3 separate regions of the Mus musculus genome follow, and all the other regions are linked to region 2. A link is a contact called in public HiChIP or PLAC-seq and promoter capture Hi-C data. All regions are on one chromosome and are shown on one strand. The core of a region is the stretch at or near the end of the contact, and the rest is flanking DNA. Distances in the headings are between cores, read along the strand shown.

Evidence for each region. HiChIP or PLAC-seq counts read pairs in DNA pulled down with a chosen protein or histone mark. Capture Hi-C pulls out chosen DNA fragments and counts their contacts.
Region 1: a contact with region 2 is called in an H3K27ac HiChIP or PLAC-seq map of thymic regulatory T cells, with 7 times the contacts expected there. The contact joins the enhancer-like site here to the promoter of Pfkfb3 in region 2. A contact is called at or near these places in 1 of 39 promoter capture datasets (hippocampal neurons), 1 of 484 Hi-C or Micro-C datasets (cerebral cortex) and 10 of 115 datasets of contacts at active chromatin or transcription factors (the NIH/3T3 cell line, astrocytes, bone marrow-derived macrophages and 5 more).
Region 3: a promoter capture Hi-C map of adipose tissue shows a contact between it and region 2. The contact joins the promoter of Fbh1 here to the promoter of Pfkfb3 in region 2. A contact is called at or near these places in 1 of 39 promoter capture datasets (pre-B cells), 14 of 484 Hi-C or Micro-C datasets (B cells, CD4 T cells, the N1E-115 cell line and 6 more), 3 of 115 datasets of contacts at active chromatin or transcription factors (the SCID.adh cell line, memory CD8 T cells and microglia) and 2 of 9 other capture datasets (adipose tissue and liver).

The regions. Positions count from the first base shown.
Region 1 is chr2:11,117,593-11,121,619 of GRCm38.p6, forward strand. No RefSeq gene overlaps it. Among named protein-coding and RNA genes, the nearest start is that of Prkcq, 53 kb to the right of the region's middle. Within about 2 kb of position 1,264, at least 26 of the 459 cell types and tissues checked have an H3K27ac peak or open chromatin away from gene starts, as enhancers often do. A contact at or near this core is called in memory CD8 T cells, microglia and thymic regulatory T cells, where this site is marked.
Region 2 is chr2:11,498,716-11,503,404 of GRCm38.p6, forward strand. Pfkfb3 (6-phosphofructo-2-kinase/fructose-2,6-biphosphatase 3) reads right to left here and starts at 3,375. Exons shown (of 18, transcript NM_001177753.1): 1 at 2,910-3,375. The coding sequence starts at 2,985. Gm52500 (a long non-coding RNA gene) reads left to right here and starts at 3,295. Exons shown (of 3, transcript XR_003953759.1): 1 at 3,295-4,689.
Region 3 is chr2:11,775,517-11,779,773 of GRCm38.p6, forward strand. It overlaps Fbh1 (F-box DNA helicase 1), which reads right to left and starts at 2,069. Exons shown (of 21, transcript NM_015792.2): 1 at 1,916-2,069. The coding sequence starts at 1,916. It overlaps Ankrd16 (ankyrin repeat domain 16), which reads left to right and starts at 2,237. Exons shown (of 7, transcript NM_177268.4): 1 at 2,237-3,386; 2 at 4,161-4,257. The coding sequence starts at 3,073.

The sequences.
Region 1 (4,027 bases), core at 14-2,513, 380 kb before region 2:
GCCTGCTAGGGGCTAAGTCAAAGGGAGCGGAAGATGGGAGCAGAGGTCTCCTTCAGACTCTAAAAAATGAAAGTGCCACTCTGTGACCCCCTCCTCCCAGCATGCCAACACATCACTAATGATCTGAAACTCATGCCAACTCGATGCCTATGGGAACTACTACAGATTTGAATGCTTTTCGGAAAAAGGACATTGGTGATTGGGAACATAAAGAGAAATGGGCAGTGGTTAATAGTGAAGCGTATTGTCAAAGTTTAATTACAGGACAGGGAGAGTTCAAACTGTTGTTGTTGTTGCTTTAAGTGAGACTCAGAAATGGAAAAAAAACATACAAAGGAACTGCAATACACAGAGCAGAGATATAGCATATATCATAAAGCATTATGTTCTTGTATAAGAACCTCCCTCACTGAAAACAAACTTTTCCTAAGCATAATACAGTTTTCTTTTCAATGTCAATATTACTCTTCTGATTAGTCTGTTAGAGTGAACTTGAATAGACAATACCTCTAATTTATAGAGCTTAAATTTCTTCTTCTTTGATGGCTCAGTGGCTGAAGTATGAAGCCCTGAGTTCAGATCTTCACAATTCATGTAAAAGCAAGAGCAGAGAACAGGACAGGCAGGGGAGGGGCAGGGTGGCCGATCATTGGTGGTCATTGCCAGTCAGCCTCAATCAGCCTCCAGGTCAGTGGAGAGACTCTGCCTCAGGGGAGGGGAGCAGAAACTACTCCACAGCTCTTGAATATGCACGTACACACACACACACACACACACACACACACACACACACACACACACACACACACACCTGTAGTTAAAGAAACAAAAGGGGCGTAGATCAAGAATTCGAGAGGTTCACCAAAAGCCAGGGAGAATTAGCCCCTCAAATTGAAATTTAACCAAACCATCTGACGCCCCCTGTTCCTCTTCCAGGGATCAGGAGCTTGATTCCCAGCACCCACATAGCAGCTCACAGCTATCAGTAACTCCAGTTTCAGGGGATCCAATGCCAGGCACCCGACACCCGTATGTTATACAGACATACATGCAGGCAAAGCACCCATACACATAAAATAAATAAATCTTTTTTTAAAAAAATCTCTTTCTCAGCTGAATTTCATCATTGCTTCCTGTTAAGAGGCCAATTTTACCTCCCACCCCTGCCCCATTTCTAAAAAGCATGTTCTCAATAGTTACTCTATGCTGCCCTGCCATTGCATGCTGGGAGGAAGTGGTTTTTTAGCTTTAGTTTCCTAGATGTTCAAATGAGGAGCAATTGTGCCACAGTACCTGTATCAATGGATTCCACCCAGCCACTGTGTGACCACCTGGGGCGGGTGTATGTTTTGAACTGATAAGAATTTAGATGAGATTTTTGAGTCTTGAGGGTAACACCCTTGGTTAGCTTGGGCAAATAGATGTAGTCAGTCTGCATTTGAAAGGAACAAAAATCTCTGATAGCCAGATACTAGAATTTTCCATGGAAATTAAATGTGATTTGTCTTTCCCATGGAGATGTGACCAATATGGTCATCAATATTTTTAGTGGGTCACTTGGTTGAAAGCACAGAAGTTCCCTTACCCTGAGGCCACATAGTCTCTTAAGGTCTCAGAATTTAGCACATAAGAGAAGGGGGGATCGTGAAGGGGAGAGAACAAAAGAGAAAAATATGAAAAGCTTCCCCAATACATTTTCAGACAGCATTCTTAGGGGAAGGCTTCAAGTTCACAGTCTGAAAAGTGACTTTTAATCCTGCTTTCCCACGGGCTACTTAAGCCTTCAAAACTCAGCATGCTCGCTTGGAAAACTGTAAATCAAGGCATCCCTGAATAAACTGTCCGGCTGCATAGATGCCGACAGGAAGATGTTCCGGTTTCCTCTCTGGTGCTGTGTTACTGACAGGAGATAATTTAAGCACAGAAGGCGTTTGTTTGGCTTACGGTTCCAGGTCAGTCCATCATCAAGGGAAGTCAAACCAGGAAGCCGAAACAGAAACTGTGGAGGAACCTTGCTTACTGGTTTGACCAAGCTTATATTTAGCCATCGGACTGGAAAATTCTCCAACTGAGAGCCTGCTCTCAGGTGACTCTAGGCTGTGTAAACTTGAATGTTAAAACTAGACAGTATGTGGGCTTGGGTAAAGCAGGTCTCCTCCAGAGTTCTTGAATTGGGGGACATAGTTAAAAACAATGACTGGCACCAGGCAGTGGTGGCACACGCCTTTGATCCCAGCACCCAGGAGGCAGAGGCAGGTGGATCTTTGTAAGTTTGGGGCCAGCCTGGTATTTAGAGTGAGTTTTAGGACAGCCAGGGCTACACAGAGAAACCCTGTCTCAACAAACCAAATAACAACAAAACAATTACTGGAATCGGCTCCCTCCAACCGTAATTAATTCAACACAACCAAGCTGTCAACTTCCATTCTTTGGCTGTGCTGCAGAAAACCATGTGTTTGGTGTGTGTCTGGGCATGCTCAGTGTGTCTGTGTATAATTCTTCTGAGTATGAAAAGGAAGCCAAAATGTACAAAAGTGGGGAGATGGAACCTGAAGAGACCACCTCCAGTACATAAACAGGGCCACCAGTGGAGGAATGGGGTCACCAACCTACCATCAAAGTTTTTGATGAAAATTGTTCATGCCTAAAAGAAATTCAGGGACAAAAATGGAGCAAAGACTGAAGGAAAGGCTGTCCTGGGACCAGCCATCCCATGGACAGGCACCAAACCCTGGCACTATTAGTGATGCTATGTTGTGCTTGCAGACAGGAGCCTAGTATGGCTGTCCTCTGAGAGGCTCTGTCAGCAGCTGACTGAGACAGATACAGATACCTACAGCTAGCCATTGGACGGAGGTCGGGACCCCTATGGAAGAGTTAGAGGAAGGACTAAAGGAGCTGAAGGGGATGGCAACCCCATAGAAAGACCAACAGTGTCAACTAACCTGGATTCCTGGGAGCTCCCAGTGACTGAGCCACCAACCAAAGAGCATGCATGGGCTGGTCCTTGGCCCCTGACACATATGTAACAGAGGACTGCCTTGTATGGCCTCAGAAGAAGAGGCTGTGCCTAATCCTGTAGAGATTGATGCCTGTGGGAAAGGGGATGTGGGTTAGGAATGAGATAGTGGTGGGGTGAGGTGGGTGGGTGTGGGAGCACTCTCTCAGAGGCTAGAGGGAAGAGGGATGGGGTAAAGAACTTTGGAGGGAGGTGGGAGGGGAGGTAACATTTGGAATGTAAATAAATAAAATAATTTAAAAATGATTTTAAAAAGTAAAGGAAACTGCCACTTAAGCTGATAATACACTTTTGAATCGTTTCACATTACTTAAGCTTTGCCCAGTATGGTAGCTACATTGGTGCATTTGGACCAAAAGATAAAAAAAAAAAAAAAAAAAAAAAAAAAAAAAAATTCAGGATGGTATTTGCTCAAGATGTCTCATTGTCCCATAGTGACAGTGTCAACATAAGACTTAGCATTGCCTGTTAATCAAAGTGTGATCATTTTAAAAAGCAAACAAATACAAGGGGTTGTCTTTTATTTTCGTAAGATGTTGCTTTAAGTAACAACTAATGCCTTTGGCAATATTACGGTTTTCTCTGTAGCCTGATTAAAAGTACATTTCAGATCTTGGTCCGGGACCCGCCGAACTTAGGAAATTAGTCTGAACAGGTGAGAGGGTGCGCCAGAGAATCTGACAGCTTCTGGAACAGGCGGAAGCACAGAGGCGCTGAGGCAGCACCCTGTGTGGGCCGGGGACAGCCGGCCACCTTCCGGACCAGAGGACAGGTGCCCACCCAGCTGGGGAGGCGGCCTAAGCCACAGCAGCAGCGGTCGCCATCTTGGTCCGAGACCCGCCGAACTTAGGAAATTAGTCTGAACAGGTGAGAGGGTGCGCCAGAGAACCTGACAGCTTCTGGAACAGGCGGAAGCACAGAGGCGCTGAGGCAGCACCCTTTGTGGGCCGGGGACAGCCGGCCACCTTCCGGACCAGAGGACAGGTGCCCACCCAGCTGGGGAGGCGG
Region 2 (4,689 bases), core at 2,125-4,624:
GAGCTGTCCTCTAAACAGCTCTGCTCCACAGAAACTCCATGGCATGTGCCACCCTCCCCCCTGCCCCCCATAATAATGAGTAAATACTTTTTAAGATAATTTTTTGATAGCTGCTGTTTAAGGCAACTCTGCACCGGGCAGTCAGACTATCCCTTGGAACTCTGAGGAAACTGTGACAACTCCCAACTAAGTCTCAGGCTATAGATTTTCAGTGCAGGCAACAGGAAAGCCAGTTTGAGTTAAGCTCATTTGCAAATACAGTAATGTCTCTCTAAATTGTGGCTTAAACTGATGGGCACTTCCAGTTTTGGAAGAAACATTTATCACAATGTCGGTAAAGAAACTTGACACTCAATTTCTGCACTCCTCAGACAAACATATCATCCTGCAGTCCTTTTGTTTTTTAATTTCAAGACAGGCTATAGAGGCCAGGATATCCTTGGGCTATGGAGGCCAGGCTAGCCTAGGACTCAGAGATCTACCTGCCCGGCCCTCACCACTATGTGCACCACTATTCCTGGCCTTTGGGATTTGTTCGTTGTTTATGACTGTTTCTTTAGTTTTATCTGGACAATCTTCTCTATGCCCTCTAGTACTAAGCCACCGTGGAGCTGGCTGTCAGCCTCTGATGTGGAGACCACAGGGCTGGGACTGCAGCAGCAGTAGCTGGGAGCATTCTTGCCCAGCATTCATAAAGCTCTGGGTTCAATGTCCATCACCAGGTAATCCAGACAAGTAGGTGAATGCTCATAATCCCAGTGTTTGGGGAGAGAAGGCAGGAGGACCACAAGTTCACTGTCATCTAGACATCATAGAACGTTTAAGTCAATTCAGCTCTGAAAAACAGTTAAAAAAAAAAAAAAAAAAAAGATTTAGGTGAGTGAAAATCTACAAGAGGCTGGGTGTGGTAGCACACACTCTTAATCCCATTTAAGTTGAAGCCAGGCCAGCCAGGGTCACTGGAGACCTTATCTCAGAAAGAAGAAAGAAAAATAGAAAGGAAGGAAGGAAAGACAGTCAGTCTGTCCACAAGATTCCCAGTGTCAGTAGAAAAGAAGTAACTTATTTAAAAAAACAAAACAAAACAAAAAAAAAAACCTATTTTCTCTATTGCAGTAAAACCAAATTTAGTATAGGGGGGGAAAAACATTTAAAATACGGATATGCTTTTAAAACCCCTGGCTGCAGATATTTGTATGTGAAAGAATGTGTCTGACTACACATTCTTTCACATACACACCAGTCTCACACACAAGAATTCCAGAAGTGAGCGAGCTGGTCATCTTAATCTGTCAGCTTTAGGCACATCCGCTTTCAACTCTACATGGTTCCAACAGCAATTCTGTGCAAATCTCTGAGCTCCGACAGACGTGCAAGCTCGTGGAATCTAGCGATCAGGGTCTGCAGCCTGGGGGAGGCCCCGCTGCACGGTGATGTCTTTCACTGAGCCAGTGTCACTGAACTTGGGTTCTTGCAAAAGCTGCCATGGTTCTCTCAGACCCAAACAAGGGAAGAATGTATTCTGCAATCACATGGCTGTACACATACATAGAAAACCAGGCCCTATTGTTTGACCAATTTCAGTTTAAAAAATAGAAAACGCTATAATCTGCCTGACTAAAAAGTCCAGAAGCAGCATGCTGTCTAAATTTGACCAACTTACCAACTTTCCCTGTTTTTATTATTATTATTATTATTATTATTATTATTATTATTTATTGACAGGGTCTCACTGTGTAGTCCAGGTTCATGATTCTTTGACCTTAGTTTCCCAGCTACAGTGTAATGAGATTATAGGTGTCCCACAGGCTTGGTTTTACCCTGGGGCATTTTCATAAAGGTGGCCCCGGTGCATAAACGTGTCTGACAGGGTTTGGGGAAGAACCCTTGCCAAGCCCTTACCTCTGACTTACTTGAGCAAAAGAAAAGGAGACTGTCTTGGGGACAGAGTTCCACCGAAGCCCACAGGTCCAGCAGGGAAGACCTGCTAGAGGTCTCATACTGCACCACAGGGAGGCAGGGAAACCAGTAAGTGACTCAGACCCACAAAGCTCCGAGAGCTGTCATGTCCTGTGATGGCCATCCTGAGAAACGTGACAGCAGAGAAACCTACCCTGCAGCCTGGTGTTCCAGTGTCCCAGGGTGACAGGAAACCACCTCCCAGTTTTGCCAGTAGATTCTCAAACTACAAACGTGATGTGAGCAACGTGTCCACTGGGCAGCTCGCTCCTGTTTACCCCCGTGGGCTCCTGGGCCTGCTGCCTGGGAGGGAAGCATTGCCTTAGAGCAATTCCATCCGCTCTTCCCAGAGGCACCTCTTCCTATCTAGGGATGGAAGTGAATGAAACCTTCCCAAATCGTTCACAGCAGCAACAGGTGAGGCACTAAGAGAAACTGCCAGCAAATTCCGTGCTCCGGGTAAACGAGTGCGTCTGTAATACAACACTAGTCACCAACCCATAAACCATCCCTGCAACCAAGGATCTGCAGTCACGGGAGTGACGGCGAAGATGGAAATATACAGAGGTGCAAAGATCCGAGGAAGAAAAAAGACCGTGAACCAGAGGAGACCCAAAGAAAAGGGGGCGTTGGTGTGGGCGGCCGCGCCCCTGCTGCAGTCGGCCAGGGTGACTCCGGAGCAGCCAGGTCTCTCCAGCCTCTGGGAGGCGCTGGCCCAGAGAGCCCAGGCCGGGCCGGGCACACAGGAGGTTTCCGGAGCCACAGCGCCCCTTCTGCCCAGCCTGGGAGACGCAGCCGGCCGCCACCCCCGCCTCGCCGGGCCGGGCCGACCGGCACGAGTGCGCTTCCCGCAGAGGGGAACCGGCACAAAGCCGCTGCACACACAATGGCCGGGCTCTGCACGCGGCGCAATCTACAACCTAGCCCCCCACGTGGCTGCCTGCACTCACATCTGGGCAACGAGGGTCGGTGATCGACGGGCACCCAGATCTTCTGTACCCGGCTCTGGGTCAGTTCCAACGGCATCTTCGTAGCTGTATTCGGCGACCCGCCACCCCTGGAGGAAAGACTCCGACTTGGGGAGAAGAGCAGCAGCAGATCCCCCCGGAACAAAGGACAGGAAGGGTGCGTCCGCCTGCACGCGGCTGGGCGCTCCCTTGCACTGCTTTGGAAAATGTGCTTTGTGCGGAGTCTCGGAGGAAGGATCGCCTGAGCGGAGACACGAGACAGATGAGAGCGGCGTGGAGTTGCGGCTGCTGCACTGCTGACTAGTCGGCTCTGTTCAAAAGCTCAGGGATGCTCCAGCGCAGTGACAGCCACGGTCCCAACACCCAGCACTGCCACTTGCTCCTCTCCAGTTCTGTCGGGATGCCACACGCACTGCCCGGCCTTTTAAGATCTGACCGGTAGCGCGGCGCGTCAGCCTCGGGGCGGGCCGCATTCTTTGCGTCCCAGCCCCCTTTCACGTGGAGAGAAGGGTGGGCAAGGCCAAGAGACAGCCTGCTGCCGCCCCCTGCGGGTGGACGAGAGCAGCACGCTCTGTTCCTGCAACCCAGGCTGGTTCTTTCGTCCTCCTTTCCGTCCCTAAGTTTATTCCCTAAGGGCGCAAGACAGGAACGGAGTCCCCAAATAATTCCAGCCACTTTCCTCATCTGTGCTTGGAAGGCAGCAGCGATCTGATAATGTCCAATGTGGTTCGTTGACAGTCCTCCACCCCTACACACACACACACACACACACACACACACACAGAGCTAGAGCTATGTAAAAGCATCTTCCCAGTTCAGCCTTACAAGCCGTGGGAGCCCCAACACCATGCACCATAGTTACATGATTTGGGGACTGGCTCAGTCCAAGTGAAGACGCAGGTCAGAGCTGCCTCCTGGTAACACCTGTGCATTATCGCCCACTATGTCCCCTGCCATTGCTGACACTGCCACCTCCGGGCACGGGCGCATACTTTTCCTGAATCCCCGGGAAACATGCTTGGGTAGTGTTGCTACCCCTCACTCAGTGCTACCGTGCCTGGCGCTTGAAGGGGGGCAATAAATAAATAAGGAAGGAAGGAAGGTTCGACCGAAAAGGAACTTTGGGATGCGGGGGGCGGTTGGTATTATTTTCCCTTTCAACATGGGCCATATTCCATACCCCTTCTGCAAGTAGTGATTAAAAGTAGACCCCATTCCCTCTCCCATTACCGGACTATGAGCCCCAAAGTAACTATCAAGGGACAGCTAGATCCTAAATTCATGTCACCCACCCAACCCCCACGCGCCCGCTCTAGCACACCGGCTATATTTTGTTTGATGTGAACATGCCCTCGCTTCCTTTCCGATTTTTGCACTTTGCATAGGCTGGAGATACATGCATAACAGGCAATCGTTGAACCGCCAGAGTTCATTTATTCAGCGACGATCTAAGGGATCTTTCGGTGAGGACCGCTGCACGGGAGGCCGTGGAGACAAGACACTTTAAATGTGATTTTAGCGAAGGAAGCCTCCGCTCAGAAGATCTGCCTTGCTTAGCGCAAGCTGCACACGTCGCGGTGAAGCTGAGCTGTGATTGGAGGCGCTCGCGGAACCCCACACTGCAGTGGAAAAGTCTGCGCAGAGGCTGCCACACGTCGCGCACGTCCTGCATGCTCTGCTGGGAGGGCGCCGGCCCCCCGGCGGCGGGCGCAGCTGCTCTGTTCCCAACCCAGCCCGCCCCGCCTGGGGCCTCCGCCTTGCC
Region 3 (4,257 bases), core at 819-3,318, 280 kb after region 2:
TACCAGCTGGGCAAGAGTTGGAGAAGGCCGGAGAACAGAAGTTGGGTAGCAAGGACAGGTGAGTATCAACAAGGTGTGAAGACCAAGAGGAAAATGGAGGACAACTGACTCTGCTTGTGTAACATTAAGGGAGCTGATTTTAGCTATGTTAAAAAGCAAAGGAAGAAATGGCTGCTCTAATAATTTTTCATACACTGAAAGGCCTAAAGTTTCCATTTTAAAAATAATTTTCAGGGTTTCTTCTTGTGGTTTGGTTGTTGTTTTGATTGGTGGTTGGTCTGCTTTGTTTTGCTGAAGTAGGGTCTTAGGCCAACTAAATGCTAGGCTGATCAACTGTGTGCCATCATGTCCAGATTATTTTAAGAGGTTCTGTAGAACACCCAGTTAAAGCTCCCTCGAGTTCTATGAAACATCAAAAGTCTTCAAAGAGCATGCGAATAACTATTGACAATGTAAGAGCTGGCTTTGGTGATAATTTCTACAAGTTTTGTCAAAACCAGAACAGCAAAGAAAAAATCTAAATTTTTCTAAACTAAAGTCAGCCTGGGGGAACAGAGAAATATAAGATGGGCGTGTGTGTGTGTGTGTGTGTGTGTGTATGCGACAGTAACACATTTGAAATTAGAATTCAAATACTTTTATGTATTCATAAACCAGGAAACATGTTAAAGGACTGATCCCTTGATCCCTCAACGACATCTAAGTACCAAAGATCCATGAAACACAGCAAAAGTCAGATCGAATATCCCAATTCCATTGACAGTTAGTTACAAGGGAATTGAAGGCCTCCAAAGACCTTCACTGAAGAAATGGGCAGCTCAACCAGACAGAGAGAGAAGTACTAGCCCTACTCATAAACTTAAAGCATAAATACCCACCGCTCTCCAGAAAAATCACCAGGGCTATGGAGGCAGATTCACCAAAAATATCTAGTTTCCCAAAGGAAAACACAGAGCAAAGGAAATTCATAGAGCAGAGGAGAGGCAGAATCTAATTTAGAATACCAATTAAATAACCAATTTCATCTTTTTATAAACCAGGATTCTCGGTTTTGTTTAAAGGACCAGAAACTTAAGAGAGATAAGGCAAGACCACGTGAAATCATTTGTAAGGAAGGAGTAGGCAGCCCAGACTAGCCTCGAACCTCGAACTCAAGGTCCTCTTGCTTCAGTCTCCCAAACGTTGAGATTTAAAACCATGCAAAGTAGCAAAAAGTTTGAAACTATCAGATGCCTCAACTTTCCAATACGTGGCAAAAATCACTAACTTCATTTGGCCTTGACGTCCTTCCTCGTCTCTAAAACCTGAATGCTACCTATGGGCTGTTTATGGAATAGACAATGTCAGGCGCTTAGTGAACCAGAATGTACTGCCAAATGCAAAGAAATTGTTTTAAACCTGGCAGGAGCGACTTCCATTTTACTTCCCAAACGGAAACACCATTAGGTTAAATGTCTAGTTCCTCGAAAGGAAGCCAACAAAGCGGGCTCGGGTCTCAAAGAACCCTCCAAAAGCCCCCCAGGCCTTCTCGCGTCCCCTTAACCACCATCACCTGTTCAGGTGAGGGGGTGGGAGACTACCAAGGCGAACACCAACGTCAGGAGCTGCATACAATGACTCGCCCAAGGTCAAAAACATTACAGTGGAGACAAGCCAGGCTTGCCAGCGGCAGAGGATCTGTCTTCTCAGGTGCTGCCCCTTCCGGAGCCTCAGGGAGCGGCCAAGGGATGCGGGTCTGCAGAGAGCATCCGACCTCCTTCTGCAGGCCCACTCCTGACCACCGCGGGCGCGGCCAGCTCCTACGCCCACCCTCAGCTAGGGCCCCACCCCCGAGGCCAAGACCCCTGCGCGGGAGACCCCACAATAGGAAGTTTTCCCGGCTCGCACCCCACGCCAAGTCCACGGTCTCACGCACTATGGCGGCCCGGCCCAGGACCCCGGCGGCGACACCACCCAGGCGATGCCGCCGGACATTCAGCCTTTCCCCGACCAGCAAGCCCCTCCTTCGGCCCAGACAGCGAGCACAGACGACTGCAGACTTCCTCCGCGAGCTCCGCCTCTTCGCTGCCAAGACGCACCCTCCCACCGGAGACGACGGACAGGCCCGTGAACCAATCGAAGCACTCCGAACTGGAAGGGTCACGCGGACGGACAGACTCTGGAACCAATCCGTACGCGAAGCGGGAGGGGGCGTGGCTCAGTGTCTTGAGAGCCACGCCCCGTCTGTGCTTTCGCCACCGCGGAGGAGGCGAAGGAAACTTTCCCAGAGTTCCTTAGAGCTCCCTGGGTCCCCGCGGGGGCCCAGGAGACAGCAGCGGGCGGGGAGGGGGCTGGGGTCGGCTGCGGATTGGGTGAGGATCGGGCGGAGCACAAGGACACCGTTCCAGCTCTGAGAGGCCCCAGAAACCCTTGCTGTTGTGAGCCTGGTCAGCCGAAGGATGCGGCTGTCAGTCCGGCAGACATCCTCAGGCCAGGGGTGGGCCAGCTAGGTTCCAGGGTGGTGGGCAGCGTGCTCTCGACTGCCTGTGCAGCTACCACCGGAGCAGCCCAGCAAACATTCCCAGAAGCTGTCCGGTGGAGAGCAGACCACATCTGGGATGCGAGGCCAGAAGTCCCGCGTGCAGGACTTCGCGGTACACTGGCACCCTCCATTCTGATAGGTCTTCCGTTCCCAGTTCACTCGGGTGCAAGGGACAGCTCCAGGATGTCAGGTGCACACAGCCTTACCCCAAGCCCTGGGAGCCCGAGGCCCCACCCTGACGAGTACGCGTGTGTGATGCGCGGTAACCAGAATGACCTACGAGTGTGCATGTTGTCGCCTGAGGGGACACCATTCTACATTTGGAGACTGTGACTTCCAAACCAGGGCAAGAAGCATTAAAGACGCTAGCGGAGAGAATCTGGCTGGGGGCGGGCAGGGGGCGGTGCCGAGAGTCGGGGAAAAGGGTCACGTGGAGGAAGCGGAAGCGGAAGCGCCAGCCTTCTCTCACCTCCCAACCTATCATAGCACAGATCTGCTCTAAGACTGAACCTGGGTCTTCCTCCTACTTTTGTCCATCCTGGTCCAGGGCGATGGCTCTGCCTGGGGATCCGCGGCGCCTCTGCAGGCTGGTGCAAGAGGGCCGACTGCGTGACCTTCAGGAGGAACTGGCGGTAGCTAGAGGTTGCCGGGGGCCAGCCGGAGACACCCTTCTCCACTGTGCAGCACGCCACGGACGCCAGGATATCCTAGCGTACCTAGTGGAGGCTTGGAGTATGGACATCGAGGCTACCAACCGAGACTACAAGCGGCCTCTGCACGAAGCTGCCTCTATGGGCCACCGGGACTGCGTGCGCTACCTCCTGGGCCGAGGTGCAGTCGTGGACTCCTTGAAGAAGGCGGACTGGTAGGTGCCCAACCCACGGTCCAGAAAAGCTATATCGACACTCCCTGAAGAATCGCAGATTTTCATGTATTTTTCAGTGTGTTCGTTAGATTTATAACTTTTCTCAGCTTCTAATCTTCTCCCCGACCTCCCTTTCGTGTGGGTTTGGTTCTTTAGTTAGGGCAATCGTTTCCCGTCGAAAGAGTATGGAAATGTAATCAAGTGGAGTGAAACGGTTGAATTGTACTACTCGTGTGCCCAAGATGCGTTTTTCTGGAGACATCTTGCTAAAATTCCTGTTCACGATTACATAGTTTAATTTGCATGGCCACAGTGGATAAGTAGAGTTGATGAAATTCAGTTCGCCATGCACCGAATATTGAGTTCTTAGGCAGTTTTGTCACCTCTAGCCTTACAGAGCCACCAGCAGGGATGTTGGTGATACTCTCCCACCACTGAAAACAATTTCATTTCTTCCTAGATTGGCATCTTTTTTAGTTTCATGTCTAATTCCTAAGACCCTGTGAACTTCTTTAGGCTCATAACTTAATGAAATGCCCGCCTTCAAGTTATTTCAAGCTCTGTCAAAACATAGGGGCTGGAAAATATATCAGTTTCCCCTTGTTATTTCTCCACGGTCCTCAAAGAAGTCAGAGGCTGACAGTCTAAGGTGTTTTCCTGCCACGCCCCCCACCAGACTCCTCTAGGTTTTCCATCTGTACCAAAGACATAGGTAATGTGAAGGTTTGGCTTCTTCCAAGTGCCTCAGCTCCCTTCCATCTTGGTTGACCTTAGGACTCCTCTGATGATGGCGTGCACAAGGAAGAACCTTGATGTGATCCAGGACCTTGTAGAACACGGTGCCAATCCACTCCTGAAGAACAAGGATGGC